Regions from separate parts of the Drosophila melanogaster genome. Here region 1 is linked to region 2. A link is a contact called in public targeted proximity ligation data. All regions are on one chromosome and are shown on one strand. The core of a region is the stretch at or near the end of the contact, and the rest is flanking DNA. Distances in the headings are between cores, read along the strand shown. Region 1 holds the start of lncRNA:CR43475 (long non-coding RNA:CR43475). Region 2 holds the start of lncRNA:CR44034 (long non-coding RNA:CR44034).

Region 1 (2,763 bases), core at 189-2,688, 1.0 Mb before region 2:
CAGTGCCTCACCGCAAATAACAATTGCACCGGAGACCGTGCAGGAGGAGAAAGTGTTGGTGAATCCATTGCCTAGGAAATGCGCAGAGGCAGAGGACCTGATGCCACCACCCATGGCCATGGCACGTGTCCAGGCGGAACGACGCAGTTGCCGCAGTGCCTCCCGCGTGCTGCAGTTCTTCAGTTCGGCCACCAAAAGACGGAGTGGCAACCGAAAACTCAGTGAGCCAGAGATGGAGGATAATCGCGCCGATTCCCCAGTGCTGATCAGAGTGACCAGGGATCGGGTGGAGGAGCAACTGGGCTGTAGTCCACTGGCTGCATCTGGCGGAGAAGTACCCACCAGCTCCGAGGACGAGGAGGAGCACGACGACGGCATCAGCTCGGCCAGCTCCAATCTCACTTCACAGTCGGGCAGCTCCAATAGCCGCAATCTCTCTCCGGACTCTTCCTTCGAGATGCACGCTCCACTCCTGCCCAGCTTCAAGGTCACGCCTCCACGGGCAGTTTGTCGTGTGGGAAAGAATGCCGCCTGCGAATTTGCTCGTTTCCTGCGCGGCTCCTTTCACTCCAAGCGCGCATCGGTGACCACGCTGCGCAGATCCCTCAGCGATCCGGATGCAGTGCAGCAGATGGACTTCAGCAAGCCGCCTCCGCTGCGCGACACCACCAACGTCATGCGAGTGAGTCACTTCTAGATTCCATTCACAACCCAAGTGGGATTAATCGCGCCTGGGAGTACACTCAACAATATTTACGAAATTATTAAAATCTATCATCTAAAGCGTCAATAATAAGACGGCAATGCAAGTAGTAGGTCAAGACTGAATAGATAATTAAAAATTTTAGAATACAAATTTAAAATGAAAATTAAAATACATTTTTATTTCACGAAAAACTAAATATGATTTAAATATTTTCAAACACATGCCCCCTAAAATTTGTTGAGTGTACTTCGCCAGCTGGCGCCAATGTGATTCGCCTCGTTTCGATTCGATTCGATTCCGTTCCGATATGATTTTAGTTCCAAATTTGTTTACGCCAAAAACTCTTCATAATTTTTTCACTGGAAGCTGTTTATTTACGCTCGAGTCGTCGTCAATCAATGGCCATTAATGCGTGTCCGTAAAATCCGTTGATGGTTGTCCGTATGGCGGCACCTGGCTTCCAGCGAATACCCCAGCCCAAGAATGATCCCCGAATGATCTTTGAACTCGTCAGCTTCGTGGTGTTTACCCTGCGTTGCATTCTAGATGTACGCCAAATTGGATTACGCCATTTAGTAATAGTTTATTGGTCCATATAAATTAGCTGTTTGTAATGCCACAAATCGATCAGCATTAAATTCTGCGCAAATTCAGGGTTCGGAATTAGGAAGAGAATTCGAGACGTAGAATCAATAGATGTGTAGATGCGATTTTATATTATAGTTCGTTTGATAATTTTTAATATACAGGTAATAATCTGAATTGTTCGTGTTTCGAAATGATTAGATTCACTTTTACTGCTTAGATTTCCCTTTTAGGAAGTACTTTTTCTATGTGTGTATGCAATGTATCACCTCAAGCGAAGATGTCACCCATTGGTATTAGATGGCCAACGATTGCCAGCCATAATGACTTTCTAATTATCACATTTGCATGGGCGTCGCGTGCCGCATTTCACTTTTCAATGGTGCTCATGGGTCATCACTTGGATCCTCGGTTGCCAAGTGGGAAAGTGGCCCACGCCGATATAAACCATTTCCATTGATCAATAAAGAAATTAAGTAAATATTCCCATCGCATTGCCCACACTTTGGGCCGCACAAAAGTAGTCGTTAATCGCCGTCTGTGGGCATTGTAAAAATTCCATTCACATATCCGTACGATTCCTGTACTTAAATTTTAAATACATATTGTATATGTATCTTCCGCCTGGAGTTTTCTGAACAGAACGCATATGACCCGCATTATCTTCCATAAAATTAACGCAAACAAAAAGAAGCAGGAAAAACAAGCAGCATGCCGGATATTTAATTTAATGTGCACAATTGTTCAAAAAAGCGATGCAGGCAAACCTACCGTAACTGGGAAATTGGAATCAATTGACAATGGAAAAAGACAGCAACTAACTTTCCAGAACTATCCAAAATTAACTTAGTTTCTTTGAAAATTTAAATGAATATCAGTTTCTGTAAAATTGAAAAATGTTCCTATAGAAGCTCCACTGTAATTCACAAATGTAAAACGATGTTTGTTGTTGCAATTGGGGATTTGGGAACGGAACAGATGGGATTGCCTGGAATTGGCTCATTTACGCACAAAAACGCAGATGGAAACCAGTGCGAAGTGCGTAAAATGGGGGAAATTATAGTTCCCTATATTTTTTTGCCCACTGGCCTTTAGCTAAACAAATCATAAATAACTGTGAAATTATAGACAAAAAACGCACACGCGGCGAAAAGGAAAAATAAAATAATTTTCCAGTGCTCACATGATCTGGAAATTGGACGCTGATGGGGGGTCGACTTCCACGCGTTCTTTTCAGAGCCCTCCTCACCTCCTTCGTTGATCTACACTTTTGTATATCTGCAAATTGCTTAATTTATCAACCAAATGCACAACAACAAAGCAGCGGCCGCCCGCATTCCAGTTGCCTTTGCTTGGCATTTTAATTATTCCAAATGTTGTCTGGGACTTTCTTTGTTTACACCACTGGAAGGATGGAATGGTGGAAGGGGGTGGGATCGGATCGCTTAATTTATTTGCCAGCGTGCTTTGAC
Region 2 (2,700 bases), core at 87-2,586:
AAAACAACAGGCAAAACCGAAGTAGAAAAAAAAAACACCAGAGAATTGCGCATTTTTGTATTAATCATGCTATATTTTTGACGAGGCCCGAAGAATGTTGGCCAATGTATTTGTATTTGTGCGTAATTTATTTATTTTTAAATCGAGTTTGCCTGCCTGCTCTCTGTGCATTTGTGTGTGTGTGTGTGTGTGTGCGAGCATAAGTGCGAGTGTGTGTGCGTGCTGCGACAAAAATAAGTCGCCGCAATAACAAATTGCTGAAATAGAACCAAAATAAAGCAGAAGAACAGAAGAGATCTATAGAGGATGAGGCAATGACGGAACCCGGGCCAAGTTTGTTGTTGTTGCGCCTGCTTTTGTTTCTCTGTATTTTTATTATTTTATTTTTGTGCATGTTATTTCTGATATTGGCTTTTTAATGGTGTGGCTAAAAACCGGAAATTGTTTGTCCGGCTATTGTTGATGACGTATGACCATCGAGTTGTTGGCGGCTTTGGCGCATAATTTGGCCACACTAATTAACAGTGCCGAAACGAACAACAAAAACACACATGCCGCCACCAACACGAATGCCTTTTAAAGCGAGAAAAAACAAAAAAAATGCTCTGACCACATGTCTAAACGTAGCTGCGCGCAGGCCAGAAAGAGAGGGCACGATTGCCGAAAGAGAGTGGCCGGTGATAAGCCTGTATGTGTGTGTGTGTGAGCCGAGCGAGACAAACAGACAGGTGTCATTGACCTTTTTCGCTGCGAAACAGCACACACACACACACATTCACACAGCCAAACAATTTTGTGTGCACTTTTTTCAGCTGCGTTTGCTTCTTTTCCCTCTCCACCCTCTGCCCCTTTCGCACTCTTGCCCTGCTGCCGCTGCTGCTTTTTCTCCTTTGTTGTTGCTGCTGCCTTCACTGCTTATGCTGTGAACTGCTTGGCCTTGAACTTAGACGCGCGTCTTCTAATCGCTCCACACTCCCTCCGCTGCCACGCCCACACATGCATGCACGCACTGCGATGTTGTTGTTTTTGTATTTATTAATGGGACCAGGAATGGAGACGATTCGACATAATTAGTATGATAATTGAACGAAATATGTGTTTCAATTCATTCGTTTTATACCTTCCATAGAATTAATTTTCAATTGGTTTTAAAACAAAATTATAGTTTTCTGGTGCAATAGTATTAAATTTTTCTACTAATTTATTTAAGCGACTAGTTCTCAAATACAAGTTACAAATATGTATGCATGTACATGACCGATCACCAAGGTGATTGGGATCTCTCCTTCTTTATTGTTATTATTGCACTGAACAAGCTGTGCGTTTTGGATCATGCCCAAATTGGTATTAATTACGCAAGCCGTGTAGCTGCCATTTGTTTTGCCATTGCGAAATGCAACGTATTTGCAGTGAGTCAACTTGTTTTCGCTGTACCAGCCGCACTTAATTGTGTTTTTATTTGCATTCAACTCGCGGAAAATCGAATGAATCGGAATTGATTGTTCCAAGAAGCGATGCGAGGGCAGCCACAGTGATTCACATGGGGACTCGCATCTCTTAACCGCTCAACCCGCCATCCATACGTCCATCCAACTAGCCATCCATCCATCCGCGGCGCAGACATAGCCACCCACCACCCATCACCCATCATTATAAGCAGCTGCTCCCGAATCTTATCATGGGAAGAGGGTCTAAGGTCCAAGCAAATAATACCCAGCCGCAACAGCCATGGCAATAACAATAGTGCTGGCGACAGCGGGAACAAAAGTAACGCATGGAGCCAGCCCCTCCACGCGCACACTTGGAGCCAACAACACATGACATGGTCGACGTTCGTCAGCCGGTCGTATGACGAGAGTCTCCCCCGATTTCACCTTCCCTTCGGAAGTCTGCAGTCGCCTACGCATGAACCTCGAACATACTTACAAGTGCGGCCATGATAATAGAGATCTGACACATAAATAGTTCTTAATAGTTGGAACTGGAAAGGAAATCGTCGGACAGCTTGGTAATTGTGGAAAATTGTGTGCAAATATTAAATATTGTCTTTGATTTCATTACTACTTGACTTTTTTGTTTTTGTTTCGTTTTTAAAAACTTTCGCTGATCCTTAAGCCAATGAGTCACTGCAGAATTTTAGTATTTTTTCCGCAGCTGTGCACACCCATTTATTTCTCAGTGTGTACAATTATGGTTTTCACTATGTGATTTAAAGAACAGCAATAAGAAATGTATTATAGGAAAACTTAAGTATAATAAACTGCTGGTGCGAATGGCAACTAAAGCTACAGGAAACTTAGGGGGTAAGCTGTTCGACGTGGGTGGGTGGTGGTCGTGGTGGTGGTGGTGGTGTGGTAGTGACGGGCGGTGGACAGGCGATGACGTGGTGTTTATATGGTTACGGGATCTTGTGATCATTTTGTATGGGACCGTCTTCTCGTGAAAGTGTTTATTCGGTATCTCATTCGGCGACACACACACACACACTCCCACACACAGACATCCGATGAGAATACACCCACAAGAATCAACAATTGGCCAATGGCAAGTTGTTTGTTTTGATATTTTGATTCCAGATTATGGGCAATCTCTGCGGATGGTGAGTAAGGATTAAGAGCTTATCAAACTAGTTGTCCGTGATTAGCCATGTTACTCGCATGGAACAAGGCACTGATAATTATATGTGGGAATACATTGTAT

What was found.
Region 1: a targeted proximity ligation map of the Kc167 cell line shows a contact between it and region 2, with 4 times the contacts expected there.

What each region holds. Positions count from the first base shown.
Region 1 is chr3R:22,627,472-22,630,234 of dm6, reverse strand. lncRNA:CR43475 (long non-coding RNA:CR43475) reads right to left here and starts at 1,438. Exons shown (of 1, transcript NR_048466.1): 1 at 936-1,438. The region is part of intron 2 of loco (locomotion defects); the gene reads left to right. It also overlaps asRNA:CR43474.
Region 2 is chr3R:21,614,376-21,617,075 of dm6, reverse strand. It overlaps lncRNA:CR44034 (long non-coding RNA:CR44034), which reads left to right and starts at 1,336. Exons shown (of 1, transcript NR_074041.1): 1 at 1,336-2,056. The region is part of intron 1 of InR (Insulin-like receptor); the gene reads left to right.